Linked DNA regions of Gossypium hirsutum: region 1 is linked to region 2. The links are chromatin contacts, called in public Hi-C maps. All regions are on one chromosome and are shown on one strand. The core of a region is the stretch at or near the end of the contact, and the rest is flanking DNA. Distances in the headings are between cores, read along the strand shown.

Region 1 (6,622 bases), core at 1,311-3,810, 240 kb before region 2:
CGCTAAAAGTCTGTTCTGAGGTGAAACTACAACAACAGCATGGACATTGGATTGCTTATATTACATGAGATATCTTAAGCCAATTAAAATTTTTTGTCACCAATTTGTATCTGATTCAACCTTACACATTTCCCCCCAAGCATTTTGAATTTTCCATTTCTCAAAAAAATTTCATTCTTTTCTCTTTCTTTATCGAATCCTACGAATCAATCTAATAATTATAGAATTGAATTTCTATCATGTTTACTGAATCACATGAAATTTTATCTAACTTCATATATCATATAATATATGTGGAATGTATAAAATATAAAATACGTATGAACGGAAGAAGAAAAATTATACTCAAATTTTAATTTATTCATGTTTGTATATTTTATTGTGTTAGTTTCTGTTTTGTGGTGTAACAAATTTTTTATTATTTTTAGAATTACTATAATTGCCTTCGTCCATTTTATGATGTGAGGCTAAACTTATTTGGGTCAGAGGTGATATTTAGGTAAAACTCTCTCAACAATAACGAATCCAAAATTTAAACTCAGCCTAAATTCCTGGAAAAGAGTTTACTTTCACCTCTTTCAATCATTTAACATAACTTGTTTTAATTATTTTTAATATTTTATAGATAATGTTTTCATTCCTTCCATAATTTGGATAATTTTATTAGAATATTTTAATTTTAATTCTAAATTAATTATATAAAAAAATAAATCAGTACGTCAATTAATATAAATTTTATGTTTAATTAAGGTGTAACAAATGTGCATATTACTTGCATATGTTTCCTAAAGATAATCATGTTTAAGTTATATAAGGTGTATAATAGTATAAGAGTGATGGTTCACGCTGTAAGAAGTGTAGAAAATCATTAAAATGAAAGTGGTTCACAATGTGAATAGTGTGAAGAGCCTCTAGAGGTAGTGGTTTAGAGTTGTTGAGGTTGTATTTGAGTAAAATGTATGCCACATATCCGATCTTATGTCTTGTTCTATTTTGAGAAAGGGAAAATTGATAGGTGAATAAGAGTTTGTTGCATGATTGTCTCCTAGGTAAAGCAATTTAAACCTAAATTAAAATATGATATTGATTTGATCACTTTTGAAGTTGATGAGTTTGAAATTTTGAATATATTAATAAAAATAAAATGTAGTGATTTGTGTTGAAGCGATACTAAATTTCACAATAGCATAGGTGTTCAAGCATGAAGAACATAGAAATTAGATTCAAATATGCTATAGCTCATTATACTTTTTGAAAATTAAGAATTCAATCCCTGTACTGAAATTTAATCTCTATTTTTTAAATTTCAAAATTCAGATCTAATTGTTAATGTTGTTTAAATTTTTTATTAAATTTATTGTTATGATATTTTTGAAATAAAAAAAATACTTACTTAATAGTCATGTGATTAAAAAATAATAATTTTGTAATCAACTTAAATTTAACAAAAAAAATAACCGTTTTAATATTTAACTTAAATTTTAAAATTTGAAAAGTAAAAAAAAAGTTACACTAGATTTATAATTTTCAAAAAATATAATGTATGATTTTAAGGTAGAAATTAAGAAAATGTAAGTAGGAGTGGACGGTGTTGTTTTTGGTGCCTCGAAGGGGTGACACGTGATTCTATTCTTTCTAGAAAGGAGATGTGCGGTGGAAAAGGAGATGAAATGCCCGATTCACGTGCCTCTCATTTTATGACAATAGAGTTTCATGCTTTGGTTAGGGAAGAGATTGAATCACTATTTCCTAATATTATAAAATATGTTTTTTTAATTACAATGACAGGGTTATGTAAAACCTAAATAACAATTATAATTAACACTGACTTAAATGTAGGTCACATTTAGAATAATAAAAACTCTTCGTATGTCATGTAAATAATTTAAAAATTATAAAAATTCATAAAAAAAAGGGTCATTTTAGCCATCCATTTAATTTTTCGTCTCTTTTAATCCTTAAATTTGTATTGTTTATTAAATCACTCCAAAATAGATGGAAAAGTTAACATCTGTTAACTTTGCTAACATGACATTTACATGTATGCCACATTAGCAATTAATTTTTAAAATTTTAAAATATTAAAAAATAATTAATTGCTGACATGGCGGCATCCACATGGCAGTTCATGTGCATGTCATGTTAATAAAGTTAATAAACATTATATTTTGCTATTCATTTTTGCGATGATTTGACAAATACAAGGTTAATGGCTAAAAGAGTCGAATAATTTTAATAGAGAGCTAAAATGATTACTTTTATAGTATCCTTATAATTTTAATTTAATATAAATATTAATACTTAAATTGAATTGAATCACAATTTAAGATGAAATTAGCATTTCATTTAGAAAAAAAAAATTGTATGTTTTAAATGTAGAAAAAAATATGAGATCTGGATTCATTATACTAAAATGTTTCATTTCAAGTAGATATTATATTAATTAATATAAATTTGTTAAATAAATATATAAAAAATGATAAATGGTTTCCAGTCATCATCGAAAGACCAAAGTGGGTATAAATTTAGAATTTTCTTGGAAAATGCAGCCTCTGGGCTGGCTCTTGGGTCCTACCTTTTCACCTCTTCCAAGAGAAAAGAAAATTCTATTCAAAGACTTCCCTTTTGAAAATTAATAAAGAAAAAGCATGCAAAAGTCTCCAACATAGATTCCTTTCTTTTGCTTTCAAGCAACCAATACCCCCCCCCCCAAAATCTCAATCCATCCTTCTGCTGCCAAAGTTTCAAATTCCAAACCCTCCCAATCACTTCACTTAAAATTTCCCCATATAACCCTTCAACACAGACCCAACCTGAAACCAATATGACGACGCTGCAGAAATTCAAGCTATTGGCGACACAATGCGGCGTCACCCAAAGCCCAACACGAAGTCCAAGGACGAGCCCCCTCCTCAACTTCCGCCGCCCTAAAACCACACTCCGAACGCTTCTTACCAGAAGCGGTAGTCGCAAATCGTCAAGTTGCCGGGAAATGGTGTATCCACAGAGTTTCTTCGGCATTTCAGGTGAGAAAAAGAAGGGCGACAAGGATTTAAGTGGTCGCACTTTGAAGGATTTATTCGTATCATCAGGAGGAGGATACGAGGAGGACCAAGGAAAAGTGGTGAAGGAGGAATTTGGCGGGAAGGGCGACGTTCAAGTGGCGACGAAACTTGGCGGTGTGAATGGGTTGGGAGGTGAAGCGGGATCGGCACGGGCAGGGTGGATTGGGTTTAGGCATAGGATGGTGTTGAGGAAGGCTTGGCGTCCCATGCTTCAGACCATCCCTGAGTAATCATATTATTTGGGTGAGGCGTTTAAATCTCTTCTTAAACGCATTTCTTTCTTAAAACCAAAATTTTGCTTCTTCTTCTTCTCTCGCTCTCTCTCTCTCTCTCTCCCCCCCTTGTATCCAAATGCTGGGCTTCAGATTGATATATTGTTAAAAGATGACACGTGTTCTATTTAATATGTGATAATATTTAAACTTTTTTTATTTTGATTTTTATGGATTTCTAATAATTTATCAAACGTTAACTATTATTCATAAATTAAATTATTTTCTTATTTTAAATGTTTTTTCATAAATTAAATTATTTAGATATTAAATGTTTTTTCTTATTTTAATTTATCAACATTCAAATCTTTGTCAAACCTAAATTTTCAACCTTCACATACGTTGATTTTTCAATTCAACCAAACTCTCTATAATTACAACAAATATACAATAATTATTTATTTTAATTATTTGTTTCATAATTATCTCTTTAAAATTTTAAAATATTTTTCACTATCATAAAATTAAAATTAATTACGTAAATCGAGATTTTTTGTTCAAACCTTATTATTTGTCAGATTCATCAAATTAGACTTGGGATCATTCAACGTCTCAGACTTTCCTTCTCCATACCCATAAATCATATCCATGGATTTTGATATATTGTAGGAATAAAAGAATGCAGATGGGATTGGGAATCTGAAAAGAAGGAAATAAAATTGGGAGCAATATTGTCGCCGGAATTCATGAGTTTGATATGGGTAAAATTCCCTGTTAAGTATTTCTATTACAAAGATTAGATCAATTTAATCCTTATACATGAATTTACAAATCTAAAAAAAAAAAAGAAAAAGAAAAAGAACTATAAAAACTTTTAAAATATTAACATTGTTAAACAATAAATGTTAACTCTTTTTTTTATTTTTTTTAATAATACATAAATTAAATTGATGCGGGCTAGTTCAATTTAATCCAATCCCTAGAATAAAAGAAGCTACTAGGTAGTTTCACCGTTTTATATGTTATTGATTTGTTTTATATAAACTTTGATGTTTGTTTTATAACTTTTTATTTTTTATTTTTTACTTTACGAAAATTAATAAATTAGTCATTCTACTCTAATTTGTAAGAAGTTGGCTCTCATGCTTTATGAAATTTGAGATGTTAGTCTCTATTTGGATAAAATTGTTAGACGTAATTGACATGAAATGAATTAGCAAAACCATTTTATATGAAAAAATAAAAAAGAATTAGTAAAAATCAATAATTCAAGTTCAACATTTAGACTAATTCTGAAAAACTAAATAGATGTTAAATTCTCAGAGGGGCTGCCGTACAATTATGTTATGTTATAACTTCCTTTGTATCATGTTTCATCTTGTTTGTATTGTTTATTATTTATTATTTATTAATATATTATATTCCAAGTTATTATAATTTTTTTAATAATTTTGCCCCATTTATTTATCATATTCTTTTATACTTTCTTTTTAGGTTGGTTCTACGTGATTATTCATCCAACAATCATATTTTAATTATTGAAATTCTCATAATGGGTCGATTTTTTCTCACATATGCACGCATATATTATTAACCAGCGTAACAATATTTGGACCTGTCTTAAGCCCAGTTTATGTCGCCTATTCTTCTCAACTTCATAGTTACTAATCTTAATTTGATTTTTTTTTTATATTTTCAATACTTTTCAAGACAATTTATCGTTACCTCTTAATATTTCCAAAGCCCAATCATATTTTTTTTAAAATGCTTATAAATAAAATAAAAACTACATTAAAAACTGAAAAAAAGAAATCGATGGAACGAAGTTGGAGCTTCAACATTAAAACAAATGTCAAACCGTTCACTATGAATTCTTCATTAGTAAATTCTCTTCAAAGACGGCTAAACTGTGATGACTAGGTAGCTATTTACACTAAATAAAAACAGACCAAAATAGAAACAAAATAATCCAAAATATGAACCCGTAGATGGTGCTAATATCGTTAGGATCCCTACAATAAGGAAAAAAAAGTCATTGACATATAGAAAAGCATGAAAGAAAATCAGGCCATCACATACAAATTATTAGGACCAACAGACGTCAAATGCCCAAAATGAATACCAACAGACGTCAAATGCCCAAAATGAATATGTTACACGACAAGATCTACGTGAATCCAATATCCATTGCACAGCAGGTAAGAAGCAAAAAAAAAAAAAAAAAACAACATACAGTAAATCATTATATATCACGATTAAAAAATATTATTTATAAAGGAGAAAGGTTGGACTAGATGATCATTGCTTATAATAGCCACTTTGGTGGGGATGATACGGATTTGGAATGGTATATGGAGGTCGAGGATGAGACCCAGATTGCTCTGCAGGGGCATTATAATATGGCCCACGCCACCCAGGATAGGCAGGTTGGCCGTATTCATGGCCAACGGGTGCATGTTGTTGGGCATGTGGGGGAGGATAAGGAGCACCGGTTGATGGGGGAACATGGTAAGGAGATGGTTGCTGTGGGGCAGTATATGGGGGAGGAGGATGACCATACCCCTGCATTGGCTGCTCAGGAGGCCTATAATAAGGGGTTTGCGGTGAAGGATGGGATATACTCTGAGATTCTGTTAGTTGCTGTGTACTGGATCTTGGATTTTGACGTGGCTGTCCAACTGAAGGGTACGGCCCTGTGCTCTCACGGTCCTGGAAGTTGAAACCTGCCATTTGCCTTTGAACATCTTCCATCATTTCTCGACACTGGATGTTTCGAGTCATCACAAAATCACTACATTGCTGCTTGATATTATTGATTGCATCCTGTTGAATAAAAGCAGCACTTTTAATATATATGCATGAAAAACTTAATAATAATGACCTTAACATACTGCCCTCAGTACCAGATGTGAAATTGCTTACCTGAAGAGTAACATAAAACTTTAGGCCCTCGTTAATATTTTCCTTGATTTCTTTACACTTGGCTAAAGCTGCTTGAATTTGTTTGTAACACTTCTCTCGTGATGCTGAAATAAATAGTGATATAAAGCATAAAACAACAGATCTTGTCAGAAAATCAATACAAAGTTGCAAACATAAAAAAAATTAAAGACTGAATAACCATACAAATCATCACACTAAATAATGGACATGACTGTTATAACTAATAGAACTTTAGACAAGTACTGGTTCCAAAATCTGTGCAATGTAATTAGAATTACATATTAAGACAAACCATACAGTACAGATCTTCAGTGTTGGGCCAGACACATCAAGCACAAAAAGTACAATGCATGCATCTGAGATTCCCTTAAAACAATTAATAGGTTTTTAATACCTTTATAA
Region 2 (6,739 bases), core at 2,447-4,946:
GTTTATATTTAGGAGTTTTAACTTTAAAAACGTTAGTTGTAGCAAGTTCTCATCTAATGATAACTGCACATCAAAAGTTTTCATCTATAGACTTTATAAAAGCTTTTATCATTGCCTTCCGGTATGCGTAGTTGGATCCATTCAACATAGGGGTGTAAAACTGAAGAGCCTTCCATTGTCAACAAAAAGCAACACTAGTATCGCCACTTACTACGTCAAGTGTCAAGCTCTAATGCCAATTTGAAGAAAACAATTTTTTTTTTGTGAGTTGATATGTTAGCATATATACAAGCAATTATAATTGATGCAACTGACAAGTAAAGAACAACAATGCCAAAAGTTTGTTTATCTAGTTTGGTTTCCACATACATCTATGGGGCCTTGCTTAGAGAATTAATCCATTAGCTTCAAACATGTACAATTGATGATTTAAGTCTTACCACTCACCATGTAGCAACCTAACACTCATACATAGATCTGGATCACTCTCAACTAAGTTTTCTCCTTGAAAACTCAGTTCTAACCAAATGACTCACTTGTATTTTACTTACAAAACTATACTCACAATATGGTTCCTAAAAGAATAATATAAAGTGTTAACTCTCTTGTACATATAAACTAAACAAGCCTACAATTTATATATGAGATTTAGCTTGCTAAGGTACATATCAATTACAGTTAAGGTTTAGATAAGTGTTGAGGTTTTCAACATATTCTTCAATTAACTCGATCCGATCTCCATAAAACAAGGAACTTGATTTGTATGATATGATTGAATCTAATCCTTTGTGGTTTGTTTCTCCCAAAATTCAAGCTTCAAAGATGGCCCAAGAATACTTCCACTAGATTACAAGATCAAGGTCCAAACAAATTTGGTTCAAAAGATTGTCAACTCCAAATATAATAAGTTATGGTTTTATCCTAGCTACAACTTAAGTTGCAATGCTTTTATTGTTGGAACCATAATTGCTCCATCACAACCAAAGCCTCATTTAATTTCTATATCAATTTTCAACAAATATATTTGTTACATAATTTTTTTTTCACTCACATTGTAAATGTGCCATAATCTAATATTACATAAGTAAGGTAAAAAAGGGTGACACATATCGTTAAAGGGTGTTTGAACTAAGGAATATTTGAATATCCCTAGTAAAACTTATTTAGATTATTTAACATATTTAGATATATTACATTATCTTGTTCAGTTCATTTTGTTGGAATGTAAAGTTTTGCTATTTGATTGACGAAATGGAATATTACCTAGAAATACATTTTACTAAATTGTTGTTAATTATAATAAACATAAAAAAGATATTAAATTATGTTGAGTTTAAAAATAATTAAAAAAATATAAAAAATATTAAATTTTCTCAACTAATAAATAGTTAAATGATGTAAAATTACTTATATTAACATTAATTAAAATTTAAAAATTAATGTAATTGGCGGTATAATAAACAAATTTTAAGTTTTTTAATTGATAATAATAGACAAAACTCACTTATAATAAATAAATTGTTATAGAAAAAACATTACCAGAAAAAAAATTAAAAAATGAGAGAGTTTGAATCATTAATATTTATTATTTTTCATACGAGTTTTAGTGAAATTGACTCAAGTTCATTAAGGAGGAGGAGAAAAATGTCATAGATATCACGGTAGTCAAAGCAAGATTAGGTAAGTAGCATGCAATATTGGAAATTATCCTTGTATCATTGAAATTTGGCACGGTTGACAAGGCCAGATTTAGGGGGGCAGGAGCCTCCGCCCTCCAATTTGTTAATTTTTTTATTTATTTTAATCATATAATTAATGTTTAAAAATATGATAAATATGTGTTTGCCCCTCCCCTAAGTTTTCTTTTAATTTGATCTTTTTATAAAATTTATAATTTTTTAATGATAAATTTAGTAATATTTTTCGTTTAATTTGATAAACTAATATAATGTATATCTAAATATTAATTTGATAAAATAAATAATGCTAAATAATTATAATATTTAATACAAATTTAACATTTAACTTATTCTATATTTTTTTCTAAATGTTAATTTTGATGATCAAAATTATTTCAAATTTAAAAAATTACATTATTTAAAGTAGGTCTGGCTCGTATAATATTAATTTTAATGATCAAAATCATCTCAAATTTAAAATATATATTATTTAAATAGATCCGACTCCTACTTTCAACATATCTACTCTATATAAATATCTCGACCCCTCTTATCAGATTTTTAATTACCAACTCAAGGTAATCTATGAATCAAACTTAACTATCGTTTACCTAAACTATGGCAAAAAATAAAATATAAAAAATGGCAGATGTGAATTTTTCTAGATTCAGTGTAAAATTAAAACTTTCCATTACTAATTTTAAAAATAACCCTTAAATTAAAAATATCCATTTACGATAACAAAAATAACATAAAATTATTTATTTTATTCTCCAACTATATAAAAATATGAAGAGAAATAAAGTTTTTAAATAAGATTTATAATTTTACATATTCTAATATATTACTACTATACATTATAAATAAAATTACAAATAAATTTTATTTTTAAATAAGATTTGGTATGAAATAAATATGTAAAATATATAATTTAGAAAATTGGTTATAGATTCTAAAAAGTATAATAAAAATTATTGATTAAAAAATAAAAAAGAAACACATATATATCCAGTTTATTAATATGGCACTAGAGTCATCTTGATATTATGCAGATGCTCCAATGGATTAGTATTATAATTTACATTGACCTCAATTTTTCGAGTTTTAATATCATTATTATAAAGGATTAAGATTCATACACGTGTTTGATCGCTTAATTGAACTGTTTAACATTATTTATTCCATTTGAAAAAGGCATTAATCGTAGATGTTTTTTTTTTCATCCATAAAAAGTTAAATATACGTTTATATATTAATTATTAATATGTAACTGTAACCTATCAAATAAAGTGGTATGAATTTGCAAAAGTATATAAACAAAGGGTTTAAAAATATAAAATATAAATAAAAAGGGATTATAATAGAAAACTAAATTTTAGTAAGAAAACATATAGAAAATTAAACACATATGTTGAAATTTAAAATTTGAATAATAAAAACAGATTTTGATAATAATAAAAAAAAGTAACCAAACAATTTTACCTTTTAATACGGCTTGATTGCTAGTATGCCAGAGAAAAAAAAATACAAGTGTATTTTAATTTAACCATTTGATTAAGATGGGCAAATTGATAAGCCTACATAAAAATTAAAAAATGAAGATGGCCTGATTTGTGTCATTTTAAAATTGAAAGGGACCTAAGAGATATTTAACCCCAAAAAGAATAGAGGAAAGGTTCAATTTGTCTAATTTTGATATTGTCAGGGACCTAAGAGAGGTTTAAACCAAAAAAGTTGGGAGCGAGGGATCAATTTGGTGCAATTTTAGAATTGGCAGGAGCTAAAAGGATTTTAACCCAAAACACTTGGAGGCTAGAATCCATTTTCGCTCCTTAAGGGGTGAATTTTGGGACGGTTAGTTTTTTTTTTTTTTTTTACACCGTGAGTATGAAGCTATTATAGTAATTGCATGTCTGCATTATCCTCCTCTTTATGTTGAAATATTTTTTAAAAAATTACATTTAATTATTTATTTGATTTTAAAAATATTAAAATTATTAAAAATAAATAATAAAAATTAAATTGAAGCGAAATTGAAGATGCATTCAACATTCACTGTAGAGCGAGTAGTGAAGCAAAGCCTGCTAATTATGGTGGTGTAGCATCCACCCGGCGCCGCTTCAGTGGCATCCCTACCTCGTCTCTCCACGTAGTTCCGTCCCTGGTCATCAACCGCCAACTAAGCTATGAACTCCCGGTCTCAGTACCAGTATCAGCACTTTTATTTTATTTAATTCTTAACCAATAATTTACCTACCCGCCGCAGCCTACCTTCCGTCGACAACCATTTAAGCTGTAGGTTTTAATCACCTTCCTCACTATGGATTCAACCTTCTTCTCATTTCTCTAACAACCAAAAAAGTAGGAAAAAAATGGCTACTCATAATCTTGCTGTTATCCTCAAAAACCCGTCAAACGACGCTGAATTCCTCCTCCTTAAGCAAACTCCACCGCCTAAATTCAGCGAAGACCAGTACGATTCTTATGTGGATTCTGATCTCTGGGACCTTCCTTCCACGCTTCTCAACCTTCAACACGATCACTCCCACCCTGGGATCGTTATCCAGGGCGCCCAGTCCTCTCACAACATTGATTTGACTAAATTTGATGTCCAACTTGCTCTTACTGGGGTCAATTTTATTTCCTTTTTAAATGAATAATTTCATTTTCGAGTTTCTGTTATCTGATGGTGGTTAATTCGTTATTCTTTCTAGGTGCTGGAAAAATTGGGTTTAAAGGTGAATGATGTAGGGGAGTGGAGTTTGTTCAAGTATGTGGAGGAAGCTGAGTTCGGACCTGGGTTTCCAGTTAATACTGTGTTTATTATGGGCAAATTGTTGGACGGAAATCAAAATTGTCAAGGTATGTTTATTGTACTCGTTCATCAAGCTAAATATAGTTGGTTTAACTTTGTATTGGCTAAGTCTTCTAGAATCTCGATGCTTATTTCTAAAAATGCATAAGAGAAGTTATTGGGTGAAAAAATAAAATGGAGATTTTTAATTCATAGATTAACTTGATCTACAAAGGGCTTCAGCTGAGAGTTTGTTAAGTTGTAAAATTGATCAAATTGGGGCTCGCCAAAAAGAGGGCAGATTTTATCTTTAATTGTTACCAAAAGCTTATTAGCTATGAAGCACGGACACGCCGGAAAGTCCCTCGTACCTATCTCAACAGGTTACCCGACATGGACATGCCGGAATACCTACTAGACACATCAAAATACGGAAAAAATAAAAAAAAATCAGATACGGCGAGACACACAAGGACACGGGATTTTGGTGGTTGAAAATAGTTGAAAACATCATAATAGTGATAGAAAATCTCTGTTTGAAACCTAGATCTAGACTTTATCGTTAAGATTTTCTAAACTCTAATCTGGTGCATGTGAGAAGTTGAGAGAGATATACTGAGGGTATTTTACAATATTTCGACACCATTGACAGCAGCTGGAGTGGCAGTGGTGACCCTGTTCTGTATTGTGTCGTACCCGTATTGTGTGTCTGTGTCTGTGCTTCATAGCTTATTAGAATGTTATTGTTCAAACCCTATGGGTTATGATTTTGTTGACTCTGTCACCAGAATATGCTGTAGCACAAGCAACTTATTGTTAGAAATGCTCCATTACTTGTTCAGGGCTGTGGAAGTGGATGTCTACTGAAAGCTGTCTTACTTGGCTTCTGGAGGTGAAACCTTGTAGTGATCGTGTAGGGCCTTTGGTAGTTCTTGCTCTTATAAACGACTCATTGCAGTCTGCTGCATGGACATTACCACCCACGTTGCGTTATCAGGTTTGCTGTCTTTCGAGTGACTGACTGATAATGATCTATCACAGCATGCTGCATTAGCCATAAGGAAGAATGTGGTCTAGACATTAACAATTTTAGGGGTGTTTATGACCAAATTTTATGAAAGTATAACTTCCAAGGGCAGTAGATTGATTCTTAATTCCCTATTATTAGAAATCCATCTCTTTGTTTTCATGCTTCGATGAAGTTTGCTCCAGAAAGGCAAGTTATTGGAGAGATGATTAGGCTGTGCTTTTTAATTTTTCAAAGTGAAAATATGAATATGAAAGTCCACTGCCTACTTCGAGCAAATGAAGATTCTATTGCCAAAGAAGCTTTAAGTACAACTTTTAAGATTGCAGATTTTTAGCCTCTGATGTCCAGTTGGCTAGGAGAGTTTTTCTGGAAGTTTAAGGTCTGCTTTTCTGGGCACGTATTTTCATAGTTTTCAACTTATAATACACTTTTAGCAAGTACGAATTTGAAGTGTACAGAATTGATGTTTAACCACTAGTGTGCTGCTAGATACAGGTAGTTCCTAGTGCTCGTAACAGTATAAGTCTATAAGACTATGAATGGAGTTGTTTATTCTCTGCTATGTACATCATCCTAGAAATAAAAATTGATTTATTTCTCATCTATGTGCATACATTTTGGGTTGCCCTATATCAGAGTTTTTATTGACCGTATGACGTGTATTCGTCATAATTTCTGGAATTTTTAAGGAAGGATTCCTTTATGAATGTAAAGGCTGTCAGCCTTGTTTGTTTTAACATCTTTCATTAAGTCTCCATAGGAATCCTTTCTTAATGTTTGCGTCTTGGAACATATATATATATTATATGCATATGTATATCCATATATGTATACCTTTATGTACACATATACATATAAAATAGGATTTGGCTTAAGATTGTCCATCTTATTTTACTTGGAGAAAAAGGATTGACATTTTTTTATTGTCGTGATTACTTGAATTTAGAATTTAGCATTAAAATGTCTTTGTGGACTGAGATTTATTCTTTCAGGAGTATCCTCCTGGAGTTGTAATTCTACCTATGCAAAGTAAAACAAGGAAGCCCTTCCTTACAACGAACTTGGTAATATTTGCACCCAAACAAGTTTCAGATACAGTTGGGGATTGCAGCTTTGTTGCTCATGGAGATGCATTGATTGTGGATCCAGGATGCCGACATGAGTACCATGAAGAGGTATGAAAAACCTATTTGTTAGCATGAGTTGTCCCGTGCTTCCTTGAACAAACTAATTTCA

Evidence for each region. A called contact is a pair of places that touch in the nucleus more often than the background predicts.
Region 1: a contact with region 2 is called in a Hi-C map of leaf, with 2.2 times the contacts expected there. The contact joins the promoter of LOC107948241 here to the promoter of LOC107886651 in region 2. A contact is called at or near these places in 7 of 34 Hi-C or Micro-C datasets (callus, leaf, petal and 1 more).

Annotation. Positions count from the first base shown.
Region 1 is chrA03:103,429,699-103,436,320 of Gossypium_hirsutum_v2.1, reverse strand. It overlaps LOC107948241, which reads left to right and starts at 2,560. Exons shown (of 2, transcript XM_016882719.2): 1 at 2,560-3,308; 2 at 3,947-4,723. The coding sequence starts at 2,825. The coding sequence ends at 3,295. LOC107948240 (vacuolar-sorting protein BRO1) reads right to left here. Exons shown (of 8, transcript XM_016882717.2): 6 at 6,615-6,622; 7 at 6,200-6,303; 8 at 5,333-6,100. The coding sequence ends at 5,576.
Region 2 is chrA03:103,186,429-103,193,167 of Gossypium_hirsutum_v2.1, reverse strand. LOC107886651 reads left to right here and starts at 3,696. Exons shown (of 13, transcript XR_005917933.1): 1 at 3,696-4,309; 2 at 4,394-4,541; 3 at 5,316-5,470; 4 at 6,496-6,678.